Linked DNA regions of Mus musculus: region 2 is linked to region 1. A link is a contact called in public HiChIP or PLAC-seq data. All regions are on one chromosome and are shown on one strand. Each heading gives the region's core, a stretch centred on a gene start, on an enhancer-like site or on the middle of the called end of the contact. The rest is flanking DNA. Distances are from core to core; before and after follow the strand shown.

Region 1 (3,679 bases), core at 1,026-3,525:
AACCAAGTGTTCAAATGCAGGAGCTTGTGGAGAACATTCTTGTTTTGTTTTGTTTTGTTTTGTTTTGTTTTGTTTTGTTTTGTTTTGTTTTGTTTTGTTTTTCGAAACAGAGTTTCTCTGTGTAGCCCTGGCTGTCCTGGAACTCACTTTGTAGACCAGGCTGGCCTTGAACTCGGAAATCTGCCTGCCTCTGCCTCCTAAGTGCTGGGATTAAAGGCATGCGCCAACATGCCCGGCATGGAGGGCATTTCTTACTGAACCCACTACAATATATGATAAGCCCAGGTTTATTTTCCAAGTAAACATTTTGGGAAAATCCCCTATTTGTTATCTTAGACCTATACATAAGTGGGCAAACATATGATCAAAATCAGTTGCATTATGGGCAAGGACATGCGCAGTGAGCAAAAGCTACCACCAATCAAAATAGAGGAGCACTCAAAGTAAGAGTTCTGGTAACTACCGAAGCCCATAAGAGAAAGCTCGGCTAACAAGGGCCTGCAGTCAGAGTTTACAGTGCATCTGACCCATCCTTTGCTTTGAATAAGATTTCCTCCATACTTTTATGAATCTGTGTCTGTATGTCAATTCTCTGAAAAAGAACCAAAAACCTGGAAACATCTGACCAGACCCTAGCCAGTGGTAAGAACCGGGATGCTGAGGCAGGAGGGCTGTTATGAGTTCAAGAGCTACATAGTGGGATACTATTGAAAAAATAAATAAAATGTACCTAAGTATATTTTCCTCTAATAGCTTCCTAAGTAGTCAAAACTGGCTTTGAACTCTTAGTCCTGGTATCTCTGGAAGTACAGTCATGTGCCACTATGTGTGTTTAAGTTAAATAATTTTTTAAAAATACAAGATCTTTATTGGTTCCATGTTTTGAAAATAGCCTCCACAATATTTATTTAGTATTTATTTATATTTGTGTTTGGATGTTTTGCTTGGATGGACAGAGACCAGAAGAGGGCGTCTAATCCCCTGGAACTGGAGTTATGCTCCAGGAGATCTGCATCATTGCGAGCGGCCATATAGGTGCAGGAAGAACAGCCAGTGCTCTCAACCAATGATCCATCTCTCCACGTGTGGTCATGGGTTTGTGTGTGGAGATCAGAAGACAACTTTGTGAAGTGATTTCTCTCCTTCTACCTTTATGTGGGTCCTAGGGATTAAATTTGGGTAGGCCTGGCTTGGTAGCAAGTGCTGTAAACTAAGGCTTCTGGTTGAACCAGCTATCTAAAGGGGAGCCACCTCATTGGACCCCTTGTTTTGTTCTTTTGAGACAGAGGCTTAACATCAGTGATTTATACGTGAAGATTATATATAATATACAATTATATTATACCATATATAATAATATATCTTATTAGAACATAATAATTTTAGAAACAACCAAGACTATGATTGATTGCAAATGACGTAATTCATGAAGACCTTTGCGTTACTAGAGAATGCCCAGGAAATGACGTTGACTCGAGAGAAAGGATGGGGCCATGGAGGAAAAGGAGCCAGGAAGAAGGGTGGGACCCAAGGACCTGCGGAGCCAGGGCCATGTGGGAGTAAAGGGGGAGAGCCTTTCTGCAGATGGGTGAGGGCCAGCAATCCCAGAATGATAGGATGCACGAGCACGCAAAATACAGAAAGCAGCGCCCTGAGCCATTCCGGTTTCCATCTCCACAGTAGAAGGTTGCGGGGATAAAGTCACTGAATTGTGCCAGGGCTATTTCAGCAGTCAGTGACTACAACAATGGGCGACGGCTGAACAAATGATAAATACTGGACCAATGGGCGAGGGCTGGGCTAATGACAAAGGATGCTGCGCAGTTAGGAATGTTAGCTTCAATGAAGAACACATTTCCCTTCCCTCGGAGGGACAGACAAAAACCTTTAAATAAGCATTCCAGTTTATGCTTTATTTAGTATTTATTTATATTTGTGTTTGGATGTTTTGCTTGGATGGACAGAGACCAGAAGAGGGCGTCTAATCCCCTGGAACTGGAGTTATGCTCCAGGAGGGAGTCAGAGTCAAATACGGGGGAAGTAAGTGGAAAGACGTCAGTAGACCATACCGGGGATCCTAAACCCAGGTAGCCCAATTCCTACTGGCTCCGCCCCCTTCCCGGGTAATGGACCCGCCCCTCACGCCTATTCATCGAGCGTTCAACTTGTCGCTGCGAAGGTAATATCCGGATAGACGGAATTCGACAAAGGAATGGGGGCCCCCTCATCCTGCGCATGCTCGCCCCGTGACCCTAGCTTGAGGTGACGGCGGGAGCCAAGGCGGGGGCCCAAAGCACTGAGGCTGAGGGACCCGCCACGGCTCCGTCGTCCGAGAGGCAGGGCCTGCTGCCGTCGGTGAGGACGGGCCCCCAGCGGGCGGGAGGGTCCTGGCTCCAGAAGCGACTCCTAGCCTAGAGGTCTGGGGATGCGGGACCGGTGTTCGGAAGGGTCCCTGGCTCTGGCCCCCCACCCCCAGATTCTGGCCGCTTTCTTGTCGGCCATCCGCGAGGCTCTTCCTTTCTCCATGCTTCCCTTTCATAAACCCACACTACCCCTGGACACCCCCAATCTGGGACACACAACCCCCAACGCGTCCCTACCCCAGCCCACTCTACCTGGTACATGTCCATCCTTCTGCAGTTTTGTTGCGTATGACCTGGGGGTGGGGGTGGGGTCCTTGTCCCAGTGGCAGAATTTGAGGGCTGGGACCCAGCTAGGGAGATGCTCAGGGGACTGAAACATTGGTTCGAGGGAAGCAGGGAGCTGGGGCAAGGGTGGTGGAAGATACCATTCTGAGTCATGGTGACTGGGGAAGGGAGGTACTCTTATGTGGGACCTCCACATTGGGGGACCTTTGCTGTGTTCTGCATATAATACAGTTCTTGACCTTTTGGGAGGGTGACTGCCATTTTCTTATGTCTCCCTGTGGGATGCCTCCCGCATACCCCAGTGTCATACCGTTCCTTGGAAAGTCCAATTACAGTTCTCCAGGACTGTGCAGGACAGTGACTATGGCAGCAGCAGGTGTTAGTAACGTGAGTTCAAAGACCTTACCCTTCTTCATCTGATGCTAGCATCTCCTATTACACAGATCAAACCAGCCCAAAAAGGGTAAGGGCATGTTTCATTCTCATCTTTGTGAAGGTAATTCTGTCCATCACCCCAAGATAACAACTGAAGTTCCAAGCCTGCAGAGCTTCCTCAGTAAGAGTTTGGACTTTTAACTGTTCTATGGCCATCAAAACAACAATCACCACCCATCTAGTGACACATTATTAAAATGACACATTATTGTCGTATATTTTAGAGGCTAGAAGTCAGATGTGGGTGTTATACAGCAGGCTGAATACAGCAGGGCTGTATTCATTCCTGAGGCTTTAGGAGAAAAACATTTTTTGTTTGTTTGTTTGTTTGTTTTTTTGAGACAGGGTTTCTCTGTGTAGCCCTGGCTGTCCTGGAATTCACTCTGTAGACCAGGCTGGCCTCAAACTCAGAAATCTACCTGCCTCTGCCTCCCAAGTGCTGGGATTAAAGGCATGCACCACCACTGCCCGGACAAGGAGAGAAACATTTAATTTGCCTCTTGCAGCTTCTAGAAACCTACCTCATTTGGCTGGCATGCCCTTGCTCGGTCTTCAAAGCCCCTCCTCAAATAATTAACCCTGCCTCTAACCTTATC
Region 2 (4,167 bases), core at 385-2,884, 850 kb before region 1:
AGCGCATCTTCCTGGGTATGTATGTATGTATGTATGTATGTATGTATCCTCCTGTATGGCAGCAGGGAGAGCTGGCAGGTCTTGCTCTTTTTCTGGTAGAGACCTAAAAGGAAGTAAGCACCTTGCTGGATAGGCGGAGGTGTTGCATACCTTCGGGGAGGCACTTGCATCATAGCAGTGCTCGGCGCCTAGCTGGTCCACAGGTGCATCCTTCTTGCTTCTCATGATGCGGATGTTGGCCAGTTGCTGCTGCCAGTTCTGGGGCTCCCAAACGGGCACTTTGAGGGGCTCAGCATCTTCGCCTTCCTCACCATTAGCCGCTTCATAGGCCACATGCGTTTTCTGTGTTCTCCGTGGATGTCTCACGGGCCTGTGGCTTTTTCTTCCTTCTGCAAAAAAGTGCCATTCAGTCTTTGGAGTGGGTTTTATATGAGGGTGGGGGAAGGGTGCTGCTTACCTGCCAATCCACATCCCCACACTTGTTTGTGCAACTAACTGTCCATTATCTACCACGATGTGTACAGAAGTGCTGTGCTCTGCCCTTGTCACAACAGTACATGACAGTCTGACAAAGTGCCTGTTAGCACACCGACACTAGTAACAGCCTCTAGGATAATATAACCTCTCTCCTTTGTCCCAAGTCCTTTGAGTTACATTCAAGAGAACCTCTCTCTTCACACCCAAACTGGACAGTGCAACTCCCCTTTCAGAAATCGTTGCATTTAGGATGAGCTCCAAACTCTACTACTATAAAACATTTGCTGCCTTAACAGTATCAACACTTTCTGTGGCCCTTGGCCCTTGCCAAGCCTCAGCCTGGATCCCAGCGGATCTCTACTACTGAACCGATTCTGGGAGACCATTGCTGCCTACGCACACTCCTGCTCTAGCCACTTATGTCTAAGTCCCAGGCGGGGACGGGCTGATAATTACTCCCTGAGTACCACTAGTTGGCACATAGTAGGCCCTTAATGGCTACAGGACAAACACAATGAGTGCCATGCCCTTTCCTGTTTTCTCTCTGGGCCTGTTTTCTTTCAGAACCACCGTCCAGCTGGGAGAGAAGACTTCTAGCTGGGTGTGTTCTTGGCACACAGCCTGGCCCTACAAGAGAGGGAGGCAGCTCTGAGAACAGAGCTGTGTCCCACGGACAGCCTGGAGCAAGTGAATGTCCTAAGCTAGGCTGGTTGGACTAAAACTTTTCACTGGCGATAAGGGTGGATGAATACATCCAGAACCCAGTCTTACGGACCCTGCAGACCCTGCGGGTCCCAGACCCTTGGAAGAAGCTAGAAGTGGGGCCACGTGAGATTTAAGCGTAGCTTCAATTCAAGATTCAAGGCAGCTGCCTACTCCGCGGCGCCTAGAGTTTAGGTCAGATGCTGCGGCCCGGGACGCAAGCCTGGAGCCAAAGTTCCACGTTCCTCCTTTCCTCCAAAACGCCTGCAGGCGCAGAGCTACCTGCAGCAGCCTCTCGCGGGGCGAGCTCCTCCCTACACCCTTCCGACGCGATCCTAGTCGCGCGGCTCCGACTGCGAGTCACCATCCGCACCCCTGAGTTCATGCCTGGGCTGTAAACTACTCCTCCGAGCAGCCCCGCGATCCCACCACTTGCTCAACGCGCACGCGAAACTACAATTCCCAGAGAGCTCAACGCAAATAGTCAGCAAAGCCTCGCCCCCGGAAGTACGGGTTGCGCTTCCGGCAGCTGCCCTGGGCCGGGGGTGTGCGCCCTTCCCTGGGTGCAGGAGGACCTGCGCGCGAAAGGCGCGCGCGGGGTGAGTAGCCCTGGAGGCTCTGACTGCTGGGGCGGGTTGCGATGGTTTGTGTGGTCGCGTCGCGATGGGGTGAGGGGAATTGGTCGTTCTGATTCCAATCCTCCGCCGCTCCCACCGCTGACAAGTCCTAGCGCTTCAAGCCCTCCATTGCGAATGTGAGCGGGCCTCTGCATCTATTCACGCGACAGCTCCTCCTTAACCTAGGGAGAACTAATGGCAATCAACAGGCGGGTCGCTAGAGTAAGCCTATACCTCCGGAGTTGATTTGTGGCTGAGTTCCTCCTGCATGGAGTTGAGTTGCCCCAGAGGCTGTAGGAAGGACAGGTTATTGCCTACCCTTGACCTAGGATTCTGGAGGTTCGCCTCGAGGGCAGAAGGGAGAACCTTTCCTGGGGTGTATCAAATAATATGTTTATTTCTACACAGAGCAGTTCTCTAGTACTGCCCTGCCCACCATGGCCAAACCAACAAGCAAAGATTCCGGCTTGAAGGAGAAGTTCAAGATACTGTTGGGATTGGGAACATCGAGGCCAAATCCCAGGTGTGCAGAAGGCAAACAGACTGAGTTTATCATCACATCGGAAATCTTGAGAGTGAGTGAGTGGCCAATGTCTTGGCTAGCCCAGCACAAAGGCTAGGAAGGCTGGGTTTGTCTGTCATTGGGTTCTGTGGGAGATGGGTTGCTGGTAACCATCTGCATAGGGCTGCTGTCCCCAGTACTGTGGAGACAGATATATGCCTGTCCTCAGGATCTTGGTGTCCTGCTTTAGCACACTTGCCTTAGAAGTTAGGTGTTGTATGAAAACTTATTTTGTTTAGTGTTATGGTAGATAGATGCCCTGTACTCTCTCAGCACGTGAGAGGCAGAGGAGATAGGATTATGAAGTTGGAGGCAACATAATTGTAACCCACCTGAGCTACAGTAGTGAGACTGGGTCCTCCTCTCCTCAAAGATGTTCGTTTCCTTTTTTAAATTGGAGATCCACCCTTTCTTTTTAGGAACTTTTAAAAAAAGATTTATTTATTTAACATACACACACACACACACACACACACACACACACACACACACACACACACACACTGTAGATGACACACCAGAAGAGGGCATCAGATCCCATCACAGATGGTTGTGAGCCACCATGTGGTTACTGGGAATTGAACTCAGGACCTCTGGAAGAGCAGTCAGTGCTCTTAACCACTGAGCTATCTCACCAGCCTCGAGATCCAGCCTTAAAAAACCAAACCAAACACAACAAAACAAAATGCTGGGTGATGGTGGTGGTTGGTGTATGCTGCTAATCCTGCCCAGCACTGGGGAAGTTCAGTACAGCCAGAGATACACAGAGAAACGCTGGAGAGACAGAGGAAGGGATGGAGCGAGGGAGGGAGAGAGAGAGAGAAAAAAAAACAGAGAGAGGAAAGAAACCCCATTGGTTTACAGGGGAAATGCAGAACAACGTTAGGTGGTTTATGGCCAGTGGGTAAGAAGACCTCTTTTTAAAAGCTCAGCCCTTTTCCTCTTTTCTCTTCTCTAGGAACTGAGTGGTGAATGCGGCCTCAACAATCGCATCCGAATGATAGGGCAGATCTGTGATGTGGCAAAAACTAAGAAGCTTGAGGAGGTGGGTTTGCCTCAGCTGCACTGCTGGAGTAGTGCATGCCCACTGCAGGCTGTAGAGAGTCATGCCCACTGCAGGCTCTAGAGAATCTCCAGTCTGCGGCTGCTGCCTTGAGCTGTCTTTTCTTGTTTTTGAGATGTGCTGTGTAGCCCTGACTGGCCTGGTATTGACTGTGTGGTTCAGGCTGATACGCTGTGAACTTGATGTGGTCTTCCTTCCTCAGCCTCTTCAGTGTAGATCAGGACTATAGGCATAGCCCAGAAAGCTAGCTTTGTGATGAGGCAGTTTTTACCATTTTAGAGAAATTTAGCTTTCATCTTAATGATGTGGAAGCTTCTAGAAATGCCCTAAGTGCAACCTGAGAGACTTACCTTGGTGGTAGCAAAAGAAATGAGCTTTCCCTGAATTCCTGGAAAAGCTTATGGCTATGTACGTCTGCTTATCCTCTTTGTCGTGGTGGTGGTTGAGACAGGGACTTACCATGTAGACCAGGCTGGCCTTAGATTCAGAATCCCGTGCCTGTGTTTCCAGTGCTGGGATTAGAGGCGTGCGCTGTCGCTGCCACCTGGCTTCCGAGCGAGCAGATCTGGAACATTTAGTCGGGGCTCACTCACACAGGAACACCTTGGAGTGGGTGTCTGGGGCAGATGCCTGTTTAGGGTTCCATCTGTGCTGCTTGTTCTAAGCACCATGGTGCCTCTGAGTGCAGCGAGAGCTACCAGGGACTCCCTGGCAGGCGGCTTCCCTGTCCTCCCTGGTCTTTTCCA

The links. HiChIP or PLAC-seq counts read pairs in DNA pulled down with a chosen protein or histone mark.
Region 2: a contact with region 1 is called in an H3K27ac HiChIP or PLAC-seq map of microglia, with 4 times the contacts expected there. The contact joins the promoter of Nthl1 here to the promoter of Flywch2 in region 1. A contact is called at or near these places in 2 of 115 datasets of contacts at active chromatin or transcription factors (microglia and pancreatic cancer cells).

What each region holds. Positions count from the first base shown.
Region 1 is chr17:23,784,677-23,788,355 of GRCm38.p6, reverse strand. It overlaps Flywch2 (FLYWCH family member 2), which reads left to right and starts at 2,275. Exons shown (of 3, transcript NM_029798.4): 1 at 2,275-2,355.
Region 2 is chr17:24,630,149-24,634,315 of GRCm38.p6, reverse strand. Nthl1 (nth (endonuclease III)-like 1 (E.coli)) reads right to left here and starts at 1,634. Exons shown (of 6, transcript NM_008743.2): 1 at 1,462-1,634; 2 at 151-389. The coding sequence starts at 1,564. It overlaps Tsc2 (TSC complex subunit 2), which reads left to right and starts at 1,689. Exons shown (of 42, transcript NM_001286713.1): 1 at 1,689-1,778; 2 at 2,205-2,371; 3 at 3,317-3,403. The coding sequence starts at 2,234.